Regions from separate parts of the Triticum aestivum genome. Here all the other regions are linked to region 3. The links are chromatin contacts, called in public Hi-C maps. All regions are on one chromosome and are shown on one strand. The core of a region is the stretch at or near the end of the contact, and the rest is flanking DNA. Distances in the headings are between cores, read along the strand shown.

Region 1 (3,149 bases), core at 96-2,595, 350 kb after region 3:
TACATTATGAGACGGAGGAAGTATTTTTGATGTATAAGGAAAATGTAAAAAAATATACAGTACGCTTTAGAAAAAAATAGAAATAAATAAAGGTTTTCAACTTTTTCCTGAAAATGCTAATCATGATTTTATAAAATATTAAATGTGTCTAGAAAAAATGTTTCCGATGTATAAGAAAAATGTACAGCATTTATAGAAAAAGTAGACATAGAAAAAACACTTTTAAACATGGTAATCATGTATTTGGACAATGTTAAACGTGTATATAAAGAAAAATATAGAATGTGTATGAAAAAAGTAGTCATGAAAAAATATATGTTTAACGAAAAATAATCATGCCTGCCAAAAATGTTAGATATGTATATAAGAAATGTCCTGGTGTATACGAACAATGTTGAATGTGTATAAAAAAAGCAGTCAAAAAATTATAAGTTTCAAAAATGTTAATCACGTATATGGAAAATGCTAAACGTGTATATAAAAAATGTTCCTAGTGTATGCGATAAATCTACAACTGTGTATGGAAAAATTAGACATTAAAAACATATGTTGGAAAAAAATATTAAAATGTTCACAGAATTTTAAAAATTAATTATTGCAATAAATAAATATTCAGCGTGAATTTGAAAAATATTGACAACGTATTCGAAATGATGTTCATAATGTAATTTAGAAAAAAAAACATTGTGCATTTGAGAAATATAGAATGTGTATCCAGAAATATTTCACGTGTACTAAAATGTACACCGTGCATCGAAAATTATTTAAGTTTGAAGAAAGAGGAAAAATGGTGAAACATGACAAAGAAACATAAATAAAGAGAAGAAAACATGAAAAAAACAAAAAATGCGGAAGAGGAAAAAAAGAAACTAGAGGAAAACCAGTGCCGAAAAGAAAAAAAACCAAGGAAATGGGAGAAAAATCAAGAAAATAAGAAAAGGAAAAGAAAGAAGAAACCAGAGAAGGAAACAAAGAAAACCAAAGGAAAACAAAAAAAACCCGGTGAAAACTGATAAAATAATGAAGAAGACAGGTGAGAAGAATAAAACCAGAGAAAAAACAAAAAAAGAAAGAAAATCATTGAAGAAATAGATAAAACCTAAAGAAAAGAAAATAAGAAAAACCTAAAGAAAAGAAAAAGGGAAAAAACGAAGCGAATGCACCGAATGTAGCGAGCTCAGCGTGCGAGCGAACGAACGAGCCGGTATAGTTGTCGCGCATATGCGCGGCCTATGGCGACGAACAGGTCTACCCAGACTCCAGAGTGTCCGAACAACTGTGCACCCAGTCCTCCAACCATGCCACGGTCGCGACCAATCCCGTCGCGCCAAGGAGGCGAAACCATACCGACGTGGCAGAGCACCAGACGTGGACGCTAACGATTGGTCCGCACACGCGTTCGTCTCCTCTCTCGCGAGCAAACTTAAATCCGCACCACCACGCCCCCCGGTGACGCAGCCGATCGATCGCCGCCATCTAGTCCCCCCTCCGGCTTCCAGAAGCTTCTCGACGACGCCATGCGTCCGGCCATCCTCGCCGCCGTCCTCCTCCTCCTCGCCGCCGCGGCCTCCCCGGCGGCCGCGCTCTACTCCGCCGGCTCCCCGGTCCTCCAGCTCAACCCCAACAACTTCAAGAAGGTCTCGCCTCTCCCCCGTCGCCAGATCGGCTCTCCTCCCATTTGAGCTCTCTCTCTGACCCCGAGGGGCGTGCCGCCGCTCGCTTGCGCGCAGGTGTTGAACGCGAACGGGGTGGTGCTGGTGGAGTTCTTCGCGCCCTGGTGCGGGCACTGCAAGCAGCTGACGCCGATTTGGGAGAAGGCCGCCGGCGTCCTCAAGGGCGTCGCCACGGTCGCCGCGCTCGACGCCGACGCGCACAAGGAGCTCGCGCAGGTGAGCACGGCCTCTCGTTTCCTTTTGACCCGCCCACACTCCGCATGTGCGTGCTGATCTGCTTGTTTCCTGATGTGATCTCGGCATCGGTAGCAGCGATGTCACAGTAATTTATCGATTGTTAGCGTGTAATGGCTTTACTGGTGCTTCCGCCGTGCATTTTTGTTGGATAGAAAGACATTAACCAGTTCAGTACCAAAATGTAGTGGGACATTGTACTTCAGACAGTAAATTTTACTAAGGTGCTTCGATGCTTTTTATATAGGAGTAAATGAATTTGAATTCTGCTGAAGAAAGACATAGTTTGACAAGGGCTTATCAATAATCAGGATTTGGTCTCTTGCTAATGCTGTTTTGGTATCCTCCCAGTTGATTACTAGCCTGATTTTGTTTTCAAATCTTTGTTAAGTATATGCATAGGCCAAAATCCAACGAATTGCAACTTTATTAGGGTGATATGTTGCCATTCTGGCATTGCTTACGAGTTTGTTTACTATAATTTTTGTGTGTGTCAGAAATTAGTTTTTGCATCAAATCACTCTTATCTCAGATATTATCGCACAGAAGATGGATACCCCCGATTAAAGAAAACAAGAAAGATATTGACTGTGAATTAAGACCGTTATGGCTTTACCAATATACCTGCAGTGAAACTTAACCACGACAATTCCTCCAAACCATCTTGTGTTCCACATGTGCATTACTATTGATGGTTGTAGGCTATTCATTACAGCGTGGTTTTAAGTTGTGTTTAGCATAGCAGACTGATAGGTAGGGCCAGATGAGTGAACATCAAGTCTTTATTATGGCGATGAATACTTTAGTTAAAACTAAACTTAGGCAACATGCATCTGGACTACCTTCTTTCGCTTTCCTATACAATTGTATGCCTGAGTCATTTCTTAAACACTTTATATTCTAAGTTAATGACAATCACACAAAATATCTGGCTTTTATAATTAGAATTTATAAACTTTTATGGAATGCTACTGATACAGTTCGTGATGAATTGTGTTACTTTTGCAGCAATATGGAATACAGGGATTCCCAACCATAAAAGTATTTCTCCCTGGCAAGCCACCAGTGGATTATGAAGGAGCAAGAGATGTAAAGGCAATTGTAAATTTTGCTCTGTCGCAGGTTAGTTGCAGCAAACCCTATTTGTCTTGTAATTTTATTTTGTTCCATTAATTTGCATGATGTATTCTCAATTGCATTTTCTTATGCTCCACAAGTTGTTTATGCTTTTGATGTGATGTT
Region 2 (3,198 bases), core at 619-3,118, 460 kb after region 3:
TGTAAAGTCTGATTCTAGATATATGAAAGGGCAACACAAGATGCTGTGGAGAAATTAAATGGTTAATGTCACAAACTTTTGCTGTTTTACCCTGATATTTTTCCTACAGGTGTATAAGGTACTATATACAATCTGTTTCAAGAATCTCAAAGTCTTATAAGAAGTGGAGAAATTAAATGGTTGTCACCAACTTTTGCTGTTTTAATACCCTAATATTTTTCCTACGGGTGTATAAGGTACTCCCCCTGTAAAGAAATATAAGAGCGTTTAGATCACTAGAGTAGTGATCTAAACCCAGAGGGAGTACTATACAGTTTGATTCAACAATCTCAAACTCTTATAAGAAGTGGAGAAATTAAAATGGTTGTCACCAACTTTTGCTGTTTTAATACCCCAATATTTTTCCTACGGGTGTATAAGGTACTCCCTCTGTAAAGAAATATAAGAGTGTTTAGATCACTAAAGTAGTGATCTAAACGTTCTTATATTTCTTTACGGAGGGAGTACTATACAGTTTGATTCAACAATCCCAAACTCTTATAAGAAGTGGAGAAATTAAAATGGTTAATGTCACCAGCTTTTGCTGTTTTACCCTGATAGTTTTCCTATGGGTGTATAAGGTACTACAACAGCTGATTCAAGAATCTCGAACTCTTATAAGAAGTCTAACATCATATGCTGACCACAAATTCAAGGGAACATGTTAGTGCTAAACTTTGAATCATTTGCTTTAGTCAGCACAAGTTCCACTGGAAATTGCATGCCCACTATAAGATCGACCAGAAGAATCAAACAGAGTACCAGATATGCTTTGTTCTCTTTATAATAGAGATCCATAATTGTTTTCATCACATAAAGATAGTAAAAGACAACTTTGATGTTCCTAGTAGTCCAAGAAAAAAGATAACTATGACACATGCGATTGCTATTGCAGGTGTGGCATTTCAACCAGACAAAATATAAGAAAAAGATCAGTTCCCTCAAACCTTCACTAGCATATGTGTCGAATGTTAGATATCTTCGCACACGATGGAACTTACAGGAATGGAAACTGTACAGATTAAGATCAAAATCATATAGCACACAAAGGGATTCTACTTAAAGTTAAAGATGGATTGTACTACGAAATCTACATTGCTAACAATATCACAGACGTAGTGTCTGTCCAAGTTCCTAAAACAATCTTATTTGCAATAACCGAACACAATCCGTACACTTTGCAGCACAGGCGGGTTTTACAGTGTCAAATCTTAATGCTATTCGATGTTTTGGGGGTAAAACAGCACCCAAAAATCGTAACTTGAGGACACCTGATACGCATCTAAGAAACGCTAAACACTTGTTTTCAACGAAAGAAACACTGAACACTTGTTTTGAACAAAAGAAACACCAAACACTTGTTCAACAGAAGACACACCAAACACTTGTTTTCAGCAAAGGAAACACCAAACACTTGTTTTGAACCAAAGAAACACCCAACGCCAGTTCCCTTGCCCAACGCAGGCAAACAACAGAGCGGCGTCACCAGATCAAGGGGCAAACAAGATAAACAAGACAGAAAAGCAACCTTGCCCCAGTGAAGCTGAAGGCGGTAGGCAGTAAGGAGGCGAGAGGGCCGATTTGAGCCGGGGAGATTCAAAAACTTACCACCCGTGCCTCGATTCTCCGAGGAGAGAAGCAACGGCCGCGCGGCGGGCGCGGCGTCGGAGGCGGAGGCGGCGACGGCGGGGAGGGAAGTCGCCTCCCTGGGCGAGAGGCCGAGAATTCGGTCGGGTTTGCGGAGCGCGGCGGTGGAGCTTTTGAGCCGGGGTACGGGTGCCTCCTGTCTGTCCAGGGAGGAGGAAGGGGAGTCGACAGAAATGTGGTGGCTAGGGCCCTAGCGGTGGTGGTGGCTTTGACCCTCTGGAGCGACAAGGAGACGAGGTGGGCTTGTCAAAACCTAGCACGGCCCAAGGCTCAGGAACGCGCTGTTAGACGGGCTGGCCCATTTAGGCTTACCATTTCACCGGTTTTAATTCATAAAGTGTGGTTGTCTCGATTTTTTTAATAAAGTGTGGGCGTTCCTCAAAAATAAAATATTCCTCTTGTCCTAAAAAAACAGGAAGCTTCCAGAAGATTTTTTTCCTTTTCTGCGCATTTTCTCTTTTGCTTTATATCGGGTTTTTTTAATTGAAAAACTCTTCAAATTGCCCGACTGATTCCCACGTTCTATAAGCCACCCCGAGGGATCGACACATGACGTGTGGGCCCTACGCACTGCCCGTCTAGCGAACCTTATCCCCTTCCTCTCGCAAGCAATCGTCTTCCTCTGATTCCTCTGGATCAAGAAACCAGCTTTCCTCTCTCTCCCCACGTCCTCTCCTTGCTCTCTTCTCTCCCCCAGGGCCTCCACTCTACGCATGCCCTCTACCCACCCGTCCAGCGGACCTGCTGTTGCTGCAAGGGCCGCCGCTAAGTGTTGGGGAACGCATTAATTTCAAAAAAATTCCTACGCACACGCAAGATCCATCTAGGTGATGCATAGCAACGAGCGGGGAGAGTGTGTCCACGTACCCTCGTAGACCGAAAGCGGAAGCGTTATGTAACGCGGTTGATGTAGTCGAACGTCTTCGCGATACAACCGATCAAGTACCGAACGCACGGCACCTCCACGATCTGCACACGTTCAGCTCGGTGACGTCCCTCGTACTCTTGATCCAGCTGAGGCCGAGGGAGAGTTTCGTCAGCACGACGGCGTGGTGACGGTGATGATGAAGTTACCGGCGCAGGGCTTCGCCTAAGCACTGCAACGATATGACCGAGGTGGAAATCTGTGGAGGGGGCATCGCACACGGCTAAGATCAACTTTGATGTCTTCTAGGGTGCCCCCTCCCCACGTATGTAAAGGAGGGAGGGGGAGGTCGGCTGGCCCTCATAGGCGCGCCAAGGGGGGAGGAATCCTCCTCCTAGTAGGAGTAGGACTCCCCCCTTTCCTAATCCTACTAGGAGAAGAAGGAAGGAGGGGGAAAGAGAAGGAAGGAGGGGGAGCCGCCCCTCCCCCTAGTCCAATTAGGACTAGGCCCATGGGTATTCAAAGAATTCATACTAACAACATTAGCATCCCCAAAACTTGGGGGACTAAACATATCATCTTCATCAAACATAGCATCCCTAAACTTGTGGCTTTGCATATCATTAGCATCATGGATATTCAAAGAA
Region 3 (3,182 bases), core at 115-2,614:
TAATGGCGCTTCAACCTTATATGCATGGTCAAATAAATGCAAGGCTAAGGCAACAGAGGTAATCAATCAAGAATGCATTCTGATTGTTACAATTGCCTGATTCATGTGCTCCCCTGGGCATCTTAATAAGTGTTCAAGATATTTTATTTACAGTAAAAGCCATAACGAAATGATGGCATTAAAGGTGAAAAACAGAGTATTAGTTGACAAAAAAATGATTAATTTGTCCCACCTCAACTGCCTGGCGCACTACTAAGCCGAATAGAATCAAGGAAATGCTTTTTTGAGGTGGTGAAGAACCAGAAAGGTGACAAAGAGAGAAGCTTCCACCATAAAGCCACACTGCCCTGAGGCATGCAGTTCACCTGCCGCGCAGCTCACCACCAAGAAAAAAGAAGACAACAACTACTTGCTACACAAGGAATACTCGCTCACGCTGTTACGCAATACTCGAATAAAAAGTTGTTACTTTTCCGCAGCCCTGTGTAACCCCACGAATACTCAACCCTCGTTCCATGTCAGAGTAAAACAAAATAACACCCGATTCTCTAGTCTCAAATCATAGAGGACACTCAAACACAGTGTAGTTCCAACAATGATTTTTTTCACCTAGTACTGGAAGAGATGGAAGCCGAACTTTTTCTTGTGAAATGAAGCATGCGAATTGGGTTAACACAGGCGCAGACAGCGAGAACAAGTTCACCGAGAGAAGATGGGGGAAAAAAGAAGGCGGGAAAAAGCTAGTATGATGCAAAATTTGTTTCCAGAGAACAGAGCTCTACTTCACTCAATACTACTAGCAGTGGCACGAAGCAAAGGTGAGCAGCAGGTACCTGAAGCTCTCTGAGCAACGCGCCACAGCCGGTGCCCTCCATGCCCACCATGGAAGCAGAGGACACCACCACAGGAGCAGCTCGGAGGAGAGAGGAGACGAGGAGGCGAAGGGAAGGCGAGGAAAGGCCGGTAGCAAAGCCTCAGGCTCTTATCCACCCCTAGGCCGGCCGGCCACGGTCCAGCTACGCCGCCCTGAGCAGCTAGCTAGGCCATTAGCCAAAGCGGCGCCTGAGCTTTTTGTTTAGCCTCGTCTCGTCTCCTCTCCTGTCCTCTCCTTGGGATTAGGAAAAGAAGAAGAGTAGAAAAAGCACGCGCACCGAATGCCAGCAGCCCTTTGGGATCAAAGGAAGCTAAGCTCTTTTCCTGGCGAGCTTAGAAGCCAGGCTAGGTTATGTCTGCCTCCCCTTGTGTTGATCGAAGCGATGGGAAGGGAAAGGAAGAAGCGAAGCGGACTGTGTTTTTGCCAGCTGCTTATAGGAAGGTTGTTTGTGTTGGGAGGTTGGGAGTGAGCAGAGGCCAGCGGAGGGAAGAGGCCATGGAGGGTGGCCTTTGTCTTTCCTTTTATTTAATGGTGTGTGGCTGCGCACGTAAGATTCCCTCGGAATTTCGTTCAAGCTGAAATGATTTGAGTCTAGCTGGTGCCAAATACTTTCATGCAGAGAACCAACAAAAGGTTGTTGCTGCACCGTACCCCGCCAAATTGTCACAGGCAATCGCCATATACTAGGATAATACTCCCTCCGTCCGGAAATACTTGTCATCAAAATGAATAAAAAGAGATGTATCTAGACGTATTTTAGTTTTAGATACATTCGTTTTTGTCCATTTTAATGACAAGTATTTTCGGACGGAGGGAGTAGATGGTCACTTTTAACCGAGTGAGGTGGTTCCGGCCGGGACATCATGCCATGGCTGTACTGGCAGTACCAGCAGGGTACTGCAGCTCGATCTCCCCTACACTTGTCGTGAGCTTGCCAAGGAGGCCATGAAGTGGCAAGGGAAGCTCACCGAATCCACCTGACCGTCCTGCCCACAGCCACAGGGTACCTGAACTGGAACATACAGCCTCGCGCCATTAACTGCATGCTTGCGCCCTCTTTTATTTATGTCGCGACGGGATCATGCGATGCTTGCTGCTCTTCGTCCGAATGATCAAGCCCGGACCGATTCTTGCCATCTTTGGGGCGTGCAAAGCGGCCGGTCCGAAAAGAAGGTCTCCACGATCCTCCCCCGGCCTAACAAAAGGTACGTCGAGCCAACCAACTAGTACACCGATCCGCACGTTCGATCAGGGTAGGAGAGAAGAGGTTCACTGTTTCATCCCGCAAAGTTCCCGCGGAGTAGCGGATCGTCGAGCCGGCCATTGTCGGGCTTGGAACACGTAGCAACTCACGTAATGCAGCTTGTTCTGTAGAGGGTAGACTGTAATTCACAATATGCAGCTTATTCTGAACTTGGAACGAGTTACGTACTACACTTATACCCCGGTTAACCCACGGACAAACCGAGGTCACTATCGTACTCCGGGTTGGGTTGTTGAACCATGTGGAGTCAAAACCCTTCCTAATTAATCACCGGGACTGTGTTTCATTCGGCGTGCTGAGGTCAAACACGCTCATCGTCCTCAAACCACGCATGCATCTCGCTTGATTAGGCCTGGATCGTTGGCGTATCTGCAGCCTTTTGCGGGAGCTCGCTAGCTTGTGCGTGCCTGATTAATTAGGTGCGGCTAGTTAATCAGCCGTGCGGTCTGCGTCGTAGTAAATGATTGGGACCGGCCAAGGAATTGATTAGACATTGTCAAGCGATGAGAGCAAGGGACGCTGAAGTGGACGCCCGACCGAACTCCACAGTGACCCCAGAGCTTGCCTTCATCGCGCTGTGTCATGGCCTCGTCCTCTGCTGCATCTGCATGCCCGTATTGCGATACGTGCTGCTGACGTGCATATTATGTTATCCTATCTTCTTCTTTTTTATAAATAAACATGCAGATCGGCGCATCATACTGTCGGGGTTTCCTCTCTACCTTTCAGTATGTAGTCCTAGTAGTACTGTAGTAGTACATTCTTTTAGCTGAAGCAGAGCTATACCCACCGTTGATTTGTGCTCTTATCAAATTATCTATCTGAAACCATCCAGAGGGCTGGTGAGGCGCCAAAGCACATCCAAATATCCAAGTAGAGGTAGGCTTCGTGCTCCAGATGGGTCCCTGCGGCTCGACTGTGAGTGAGCTAATCTCCACTGACAGTAAAGCGGAATGCGCTAAATGAGCTCAAATTAGTCAATTAGGACGGCATAATTAAAGGCCGGACATATGCTAATTTGGAGCCAACAACAAGATGCCCTCC

What was found. Hi-C and Micro-C count contacts between places; a contact is called where the count stands out from the background.
Region 1: a contact with region 3 is called in a Hi-C map of leaf, with 5 times the contacts expected there. The contact joins the promoter of LOC123121705 here to the promoter of LOC123121700 in region 3. A contact is called at or near these places in 3 of 5 Hi-C or Micro-C datasets (all in leaf).
Region 2: a contact with region 3 is called in a Hi-C map of leaf, with 6 times the contacts expected there. The contact joins the promoter of LOC123121707 here to the promoter of LOC123121700 in region 3. A contact is called at or near these places in 2 of 5 Hi-C or Micro-C datasets (both in leaf).

The regions. Positions count from the first base shown.
Region 1 is chr5D:353,206,288-353,209,436 of IWGSC CS RefSeq v2.1, forward strand. LOC123121705 (protein disulfide isomerase-like 2-3) reads left to right here and starts at 1,346. Exons shown (of 9, transcript XM_044541723.1): 1 at 1,346-1,637; 2 at 1,731-1,889; 3 at 2,916-3,029. The coding sequence starts at 1,518.
Region 2 is chr5D:353,314,056-353,317,253 of IWGSC CS RefSeq v2.1, forward strand. It overlaps LOC123121707, which reads right to left and starts at 1,869. Exons shown (of 2, transcript XM_044541725.1): 1 at 1,648-1,869.
Region 3 is chr5D:352,851,428-352,854,609 of IWGSC CS RefSeq v2.1, forward strand. LOC123121700 (65-kDa microtubule-associated protein 6) reads right to left here and starts at 1,365. Exons shown (of 12, transcript XM_044541717.1): 1 at 834-1,365. The coding sequence starts at 884.